Linked DNA regions of Mus musculus: all the other regions are linked to region 2. Evidence: chromatin contacts called from public HiChIP or PLAC-seq data. All regions are on one chromosome and are shown on one strand. The core of a region is the stretch at or near the end of the contact, and the rest is flanking DNA. Distances in the headings are between cores, read along the strand shown.

Evidence for each region. HiChIP or PLAC-seq counts read pairs in DNA pulled down with a chosen protein or histone mark.
Region 1: a RAD21 HiChIP or PLAC-seq map of pro-B cells shows a contact between it and region 2, with 4 times the contacts expected there. The contact joins two enhancer-like sites. A contact is called at or near these places in 1 of 39 promoter capture datasets (the C10 cell line), 1 of 15 datasets of contacts at CTCF or cohesin (pro-B cells), 16 of 484 Hi-C or Micro-C datasets (B cells, the C10 cell line, the HL-1 cell line and 10 more), 16 of 115 datasets of contacts at active chromatin or transcription factors (the NIH/3T3 cell line, astrocytes, bone marrow-derived macrophages and 11 more) and 3 of 9 other capture datasets (adipose tissue, embryonic trunk and pancreatic islet).
Region 3: an HNF4G HiChIP or PLAC-seq map of pancreatic cancer cells shows a contact between it and region 2. The contact joins two enhancer-like sites. A contact is called at or near these places in 3 of 484 Hi-C or Micro-C datasets (the HPC-7 cell line, nephron progenitors and regulatory T cells), 3 of 115 datasets of contacts at active chromatin or transcription factors (embryonic stem cells, extraembryonic endoderm stem cells and pancreatic cancer cells) and 2 of 9 other capture datasets (adipose tissue and embryonic trunk).

The regions. Positions count from the first base shown.
Region 1 is chr3:52,006,548-52,009,247 of GRCm38.p6, reverse strand. The region is part of intron 1 of Maml3 (mastermind like transcriptional coactivator 3); the gene reads left to right. Among named protein-coding and RNA genes, the nearest start is that of Maml3, 97 kb to the left of the region's middle. Within about 2 kb of position 1,382, at least 184 of the 459 cell types and tissues checked have an H3K27ac peak or open chromatin away from gene starts, as enhancers often do. A contact at or near this core is called in Th1 cells, adipose tissue, astrocytes and 8 more, where this site is marked.
Region 2 is chr3:51,787,573-51,790,272 of GRCm38.p6, reverse strand. All of the region lies in intron 2 of Maml3 (mastermind like transcriptional coactivator 3), which reads left to right. Among named protein-coding and RNA genes, the nearest start is that of Gm46803, 81 kb to the right of the region's middle. RefSeq lists an enhancer at 1-2,421. Within about 2 kb of position 1,317, at least 277 of the 459 cell types and tissues checked have an H3K27ac peak or open chromatin away from gene starts, as enhancers often do. A contact at or near this core is called in Th1 cells, adipose tissue, astrocytes and 10 more, where this site is marked.
Region 3 is chr3:51,976,818-51,979,517 of GRCm38.p6, reverse strand. The region is part of intron 1 of Maml3 (mastermind like transcriptional coactivator 3); the gene reads left to right. Among named protein-coding and RNA genes, the nearest start is that of Maml3, 130 kb to the left of the region's middle. Within about 2 kb of position 1,392, at least 30 of the 459 cell types and tissues checked have an H3K27ac peak or open chromatin away from gene starts, as enhancers often do. A contact at or near this core is called in extraembryonic endoderm stem cells and pancreatic cancer cells, where this site is marked.

The DNA of each region.
Region 1 (2,700 bases), core at 133-2,632, 220 kb before region 2:
AGGGGGAAGGGGAGGTTATGTACTCTGAGGGGATATGAATGAGCTGGATGCTTTTCCTTATTATCACTGGCACAACGTCTGCTACAGGCAGGCAGGGAGACCTTCAGAGCTCATCCCAGCCTCCTCAAAATACCTCTTGAATCACAGAAGCAGCAAAGAGAAACCCAAAATCTCCCCCTACACACATACATACACACACCACATCACACACTACACACATACATACACACACCACATCACACACTACACACATACATACTCATACACACACCACACCACACCACACCACATCACACACTACACACATACATACACACACCACATCACACACTACACACATACATACTCATATACACACCACACCACACCACATCACACACTACACACATACATACACACACCACATCACACACTACACACATACATACTCATACACACACCACACCACACCACATCACACACTACACACATACATACACACACCACATCACACACTACACACATACATACTCATATACACACCACACCACACCACATCACACACTACACACATACATACACACACCACATCACACACTACACACATACATACTCATACACACACCACACCACACCACATCACACACTACACACATACATACATACACACACCACATCACACACTACACACATACATACTCATATACACACCACACCACACCACATCACACACTACACACATACATACTCATACACACACCACATCACACACACAGCCCAGGTCTTGTCTGTCTGTCTCTCTCTCTCTCTCACACACACACACACACACACAGCACAGCACACTTTACAGGATTGTCTTTCTCTTTTGCCATTTTCTACTCCAAAGGGCTAATTGTTGGCCACTATGATGGAATTTAGCACTTAGAAACAGCTACTGTGTTGATTAATTAAAAAAAAGAAAAGAAAAAGAAAAAAGAAAGAAAAAGAAAAGGAAGAAAGCCATGATTCCTACCTAGCCAATTGCCTTTTCAAGCACACCCAATTTTACTTGTCTTTTCTAGTAATACCCTAATGTGAGAATAAGACTGACTGAACTCACTGAGAGTTGTAGATTCACCCCTACCTCCCAGATAACCATCTTTCCATCCACCTCCCTTGCAGCACAGTAGAGTGTCCCTTAAAACAAAAACTATGTGTAGACCACCTAGGGTGATACAGACATGCTCATGGGACAGAGCTCGTGTCCGGTTTTTGCCTGGCTGGCTGTCTTTATCAGCCTGATGAAGCCTTGTTCTTGGGAGTACAATATGTTAAGCTAGATTGCTCTTTCTTCTCCCCTTCTGTCTCCCTTTTAAAGCATCGCACACTCCCTGGGCCAGGTGGCGTTGCTTCCTGCCTCCGCTGCTCGCTGCTCGCTGTTGCTAAGCGAGAGGCACCCGCTCGCACATGATGCTGAACCAATAGCGTCCTGACCCCCATTGGCTGGTAAAAGCCAAAGAAAGAGAATCCCACCGCGCCGCCTGTGACCGGTGGGTCCTCCTCCCCCTCCCACCTTTTCTCTTCCGACAGGAAGGGGCGGTGGCGGTGAGGGCGATGGGAGGAGGAAGGGGGAAGAAAGGATGGGGGAGGCGAATCCTACCACGTTCTGCCTTACTTGGGATAAATGCCATTTTTTTCTTCCTTTGTGAAGCAAAGGAACAGTGGCTTCCCCATGCAGATGCGCTTCTTCCCGTCCCGAAACTACCCCTGCTGTCAAAGCCCATAGTCGGAAAGAGCGGGTTGTTGACCTGCAGACCTGTGCTTTCTCTCTCTCTCTCTCTCTCTCTCTCTCTCTCTCTCTCTCTCTCTCTCTCTCTCTCTCTCTCTCTCTCTCTCTCTCGGAATAGGGCCAAGCAGTTAAGGTCCTCAGTTTTGGAGGCCCTGGGACCGTTCTGTCCTTTCTTCCTCCTCTTCACCCCTCTCCTTTCCTTTCTGTCTCACAATATCTTTTTTCCCAGAATGCAATTCATTGGAGTGTTAAAAATTAGCAGAGGGTGTTTTTACATCTTGTGAGGACACCGGCAGAACATTGGTGAGGGGGGGGGTGGTGGTGAAGGAAGCGGTATCCGTACAAAAGTCATTTTTAAAACTCCCCCATTAGGATTCTTAGTCCTTGGCAAATTCTAGTAAAGAACAAAATGGAAATGACAGGCGATCTTGACTGGCAAACTGCCAGTGTAGACAGCCAGTGGTAGGTTTGAGATTATATAGAGGAAATGACCTTTCTCCTATAATTACCTGGATATTTTGAGAAACATCGGACCCGAGTTACCTGGATAATTATAGCTTTGCAGATCTGACCTCGGGACAACACAGATTTCATGGAGAATGCTCTCTTTGGTGATGAAGGTGAGAGGCACCACTGCTTTTGCAGCCCAGGAACAAGACGCCCTCCTGTGTGCGCTGATAACTGCAAGTGTCCCCTGGCCTTTAGCAGACAGCATTAGGTTTCTTCTACCCTCTTCCTGGATTTGCCATTGGGGTGCACAGTCAAAAGGATGAAACCTGTTCCATTCCTCACTCGGGATCCCACAGAATAAAAGATCCTTCTCCCTCCCCATCTGCCTTTCCCAGCCTTTACACGGATTCTTGGTTTTTTTGTTTGAACCAGAGCTAAATGGCTTTTATAGGAGGAAGCACAGCTAAGGCTAGATTAAGCCGAAGGGATCACACGGGGAAATG
Region 2 (2,700 bases), core at 68-2,567:
GGGCTTAGAGGGACACAGCTCATGGGCAGGGAAAAGTGAGGTGGGGTGAAGCTGGGAAATAGTCTGGGGTCACGTCATTTCCAGGATTCTACCCGCTGTGCTAACAGTGAAGAGAGGCCGCTGAAGACTGACAGGCAGGCTGTTCTAGTGCAGTTGTAGTTGCATTTTTGGAAACCTCCATCTGACCACACAGCTGGTGGAGGGGAGTGGGCACGGAGAGAATTATTTGGAAAGAACTTTAGCCCTATAATTTGAAGGCTGAGAGAACGGGGTGAGAAGAAAGAAAGACAGGAGTAAGTGAATGGAATTCAGTACAATAGACACCGCGCCCTGGAGGCCTACAGTAAGGGCCTTGCTGATATTGGAAAATGGACCTTGAAGGAGAGGGATGTATTGGTTGGAGCCTAGGTTCCTGACTTTTAAAATCAGAGTGACATTGATGCCCATAGGCCCTGAGAGAATAGACTGTCAGAGGAACGTCATGGCTGGGGTCTGCCCTAGAGGGATCCTGCAATATCATACACTTGCAAGGAACTAGAAAGAGGGAGACCCGCCCAGGAACTCTAAGGCTACAGAGGGACCACCTCAGCCCTTCCAAGGGTAGAGCGTTAGCGTCTGGGGCGACAAAGCAGTTGAGCGTCCCCCTGTCATTGTGGCTGCTTATAGCCCCGGTCTGGGAAAAGGTAAAGCTTAGGGGAACAGAAACTTGGCCTTTTCCTCATTTTCAGCTTTCCAAACCAAGCAGAGGCGGGCCATTTTCAACAGACACTACTGCCAATTAGAAGAGGCAAAAGACCAGCACAAAGTAGGCTCCCAAGATCTAGCCAGTTGAACTGAACCAAAACCATCCGCTTCCTGGGCCCCGAGAAGGTGCAACATGTCACAGGTCCTCAAGGAGAAAGGGGCTGGCAGGGAGGACCCCTGCATGAGAATTAAGACCTCTGTGACCCCCATCTGTTCCTCCTCTCCTCTCCCTCCTCTCCTGCTGCCATGGAGACCAGTCTGGAATGGCAGTAAGCCTTATGCCCCAGAGAAAACAATACAGTGTTTGAAGAGTGGAAGTTGGCCTCTAAGCACAAGCTCTGTCGCCCATCCCCCACAGCCCAGGATTCTTACAAAAGGCAGCTTTTTCCGCTAGAGGGTCAGAGCTCTGCTGTCCATCGATCTGCGTCCACTTTGTCCCTCGCTACTTCCGACTTGTTCATTTTTGAACTCACACCACACAGCCTGAGTGTCATGGGTCTGTTTAGTCGGAGAGGTGCTGATGTGACCGCGTCCCTTCTGCTCAGTGGCACAGAGCATCCCGCTCCTTTTTGTGTCTTTGAACCGCTGCTGTTGACTCACAGGCTGGAGCGGTTGGGCTGGGCTGAATTAGAAACAATGTAATCAACATCTCTATTTTTATCTCTGCTCTCTCCCCTCCCCACTGACTCACGGTTCTCTGTCTCAGAGCCCGGGATCTTAAAAGACTTGCATTAGATCCAGGGTGAATACGCACAGATGTGGTGTTTCTGCCATTCAAAGCCAGGAGTGGTTTTTCTTTTTCTTTTTTTTTTTTTCCTGATGCACTGGGCCCACACGTCAGTAGTGTTATTTATTGCCGTTCACTGCCATCTTCTTTGTGGCTGTGTTACAGCTCAAGCTGCCTTTCCCTCCTGAGGTCTAAGATAAATTTTGCAGACAAGGGAGGAACCCGGGTCTGATTTCTGAAATGAATCTTCAGAGAAAACTTCAGCACTGAACTAAAACTTTTAACTTTTCCCAGTTAATTCGGGAAGCCTGACCTGGAATCTACAGAAAGCAAAAACTAAATACAATATAGTAGTAGGTCCCCCCCCCCAAAAAAAAACCACCCCAACGATGAAGGATCTTTTTTTCCTGCCTAGACTTCTGCATGTTGATGTGTATTTTTAAATTTTTAATTCTATAGACATAGATATGCTAAGTGCTTGGAATTCTGAAGCCTTAGATTTGAGTCCCAACCTGATATTGCTTGCTATTTATAATCTTCAGCTGACAACTTAATTCCTATTTTTAAGATTTTTTTTGGTTTTATGATTATGTCTGCCTGAATGTATTTATATGCATCACATATGTGCAGGTGCCCACAGAAACCAGAAGAGGGCACTAGATTCCCCTGGAAGTAGATATACAATGATTGTGAGCCGCCCAGTGTGGGTGCTGGGAACCCAAACTGGGAATTCTCCAAAAGAAACACTCCTAACTGCTGAGCCATCTCTACAGTCCAAACATGTCATTTCTCCATGTCTTACTTTTCTGTTTTGTGAAATGGAGTTTGACCTCTCAAACATACGTTATATATCTTATAGAATTGTTCTGAGGATTAAAAAAAAATCTAACGAAAAAGCTTTAAAAATCTAGATTTCGTGAGGACTTTAAAACAAGGGCCAGCACATAACAATCTGTCCAAAAACAAATTAAAAAGTTGGCTATTTTCGTGCCTCAGGCCATATCTACCCGACTTAAGAAAAGTAATTCATCTTTAAAAGAATTTTCATGGGCCAGGGTGGTAGTTCAGTCAGTAAGGTGCTCAGGCATGGTGACCTATTTGGTCCTCACTATTCACATAAAAAGCCAGCCGGGGTGACCTGTGCTGGGAAAGAGGAGCTATCCTGGGACTCAATGATGAGCCAGCCTAGCCTACTTTATGAGCTCCAGGCCAGTGAGAGACCCAGTCTC
Region 3 (2,700 bases), core at 143-2,642, 190 kb before region 2:
TATTTTATGTATTGTGAGTATACTTTACACTGTCATTCTCTTCAGACATACCAGAAGAGGGCATCGGATCCCATTACAGATGGTTGTGAGCCACCATGTGGTTGCTGCGAATTGAACTCAGGATCACCAGAGGCGCAGTCAATGCTCTTAACCTCTGAGCCATCTCTCCAGCCCCCATTTTATATAAATACGCCCCTGAGCAAACGGTGACACCTCTAAATGTTGATGCTAAGAACGTCCAGCCAAGTGTTCTCTCCTCTGCCATCCCCATTTGGTTTCTGTTACTTGATTCATCTGGGCTCATTTCTGAAATGCACACAGTTTAAAACAGCAGGATTGCTTGTCTGAGCTCGTGCATCTCCGGAATAGTTAAATTGGAATCCAAAGCCCATCCTCCCAACCAGCGCAGAGGCAGAAACCCGAAAGCAAGCGGCTCTGCCACCTGAACATCTCGGCTGTACAGGAAACCAGCAGTCCTCAGTTTTCCATGCTGTGCGTTTGCATCTTTGTGTCGTTGCTTGGATTGCTTTAGGAAGGAAAAGGTGACCTCCGCTTTCTCTCTTTGCGGATCTGGAGGAGGCTGCCTGTGTCTGCCTTCATTTTGTTCTGCAGGCAGCTGGCTGAGTTTGGGATTTTAGTCTTGTCACCCCACCCACCGTACCACGCATCAGTTTAGGTAAATTGATTAGAGTGGGTCGTTTGTTTGTTTGTTTTACAGAAAAATCTGACTGGGGGGGGGGGGAAATTCCCCTGTCTTTTAAAAAATTTTTTTTGTATTTTATTTCTTCCACAGCATTGGGCCTCATGACAAGTTTTGCAATTTCATTGTCTAGCAAGCAGTATCTGAGAGGAGCTTTAATGAAGCTCTTGGTCCCTCTTTGTGCCCAAGTTAGTATTGTCAGCGTTCCTGTCTCCTCAGAATAGAATCCCACCCTCTCTTGGCAACATAGGTGTTTCACAAAGGGGTAAAAAAAACCACCAAAAACTAAACAGGTAAACAGGCAAGCCCTGAACAAAGAGTTCCGTGACACAAGTCCCCCATCTCCTCTGTGCGGTAAAAGGATTCCCTATTTCCAAACTCTCAGATTGCTTGAAGTCATGGTGAACAAATCCAAGGCTACGTGCCTTATCGCCCCTCTATTAGACAACACCAGCGCTGATCAAGTGCACAGTCGGCCTCAAATCAAGCTCCATGGTACATTTCTAAACAGCCAAGGCTCCCTTCTCTCTTCCTAGTTGTCAGCTGGTCTTCTCATCCCCCCTAGGAAAAACTGGGGTGTTTACATTAGGATATTGACATAGGCATGTCTTTCCTGGAGAAAGATGGCGGCAGGTTAGAGGACTCAGCCTCGTTAATGCTTAACTCTGAATAAACAGGGCCGGTCATGGCTGTTGTTAATACTTCTCAATGTGAGCGACACACAAGTCCAGAAAGGTCAGAGGGGGAGCTCAGGGCTACTGCTGGCAGTGAAAAGATCCTTTTGAAATGAGAAAAGAAGCCCTAGCCGCATCCTGTGTCTTAAGGTCTCTGTCACCAAAACAGCTGCTTTGCTTAGAGTTGGTATTTGGAGGTGTGCAGTCTCTACATGAAAAAGGAGGAAAGCTGGCAATGGATGTCAGTGATAAGAGGTCCTTGAAGTCTCTAAGGCTTTCCCCCTTTCCTCCGGTAAAAAGCAGGCAGATCAAGCACCTTAAATAGTGTGTGCCAGGCACCCTTACAGACTGGCGGTTACTTTGTGTCTATTCAAGGGAGTTGCAGGACCTGCCAGAATGGATTGTGGTGCATCAAGAGTATCCTTTAAGGTTTTCTGGAAAGATTCTTAGGCTCCTAGATTATACCACAATGAGAAGCTAAAGCTCCAAGTCTAAAATGTATCCAGAGTGTCTGCTGGGCGCTTTCTCATGCGGCTGACCAGTCCAGACCCAGGAATACTCACCTGAATGTACAAGAAGCATATGTCTAGGTATCCACGATTCCTTCCTTCTTTTTCTATCTCTCTTTGGATGTTTACTGATCAGGTCAGTCCCCTTCTTCCATAAATGTCCAGTGGGGGACAACAGTGAAGGCAAGAGGGCATTTGTCTTAGTCAGGGTTTCTATTCCTGCACAAACATCATGACCAAGAAGCAGTTGGGGAGGAAAGGGTTTATTCAGCTTATACTTCCACATTGTTGTTCATCACCAAGGAAGTCAGGACTAGAACTCAAGCAGGTCAGGGAGCAGAAGCTGATGCAGAGGCCATGGAGGGATGTTCTTTAATGGCTTGCCTCCCCTGGCTTGTTCAGCTTGCTCTCTTATAGAACTAAGACTACCAGCGCAGAGATGGCACCACCCACAAGGGGCCTTTCCCCCTTGATCACTAATTGAGAAAATGCCTTACAGCTGGATCTTGTGGAGGCATTTCCTCAACTGAAGCTCCTTTCTCTGTGATAACTCCAGCTTGTGTCAAGTTTTCACAAAATTAGCCAGTACAGCATTGTTATTTGGTGAAATAATTATTTAAATTATTATCTTTAAAGTAAGCTTTCCACAGTTTTCTCGGGAGGGTTACACACACACACACACACACACACACACACACACACACACACACACACACACACAGTGCTTCAAGATCTTTTAGCATGTAGCTGATCAAAGTATTAATTGAGAGGAATTTTCAAGACCAAGGCAAAATACCCAGTCCCTGAGAAAGATACT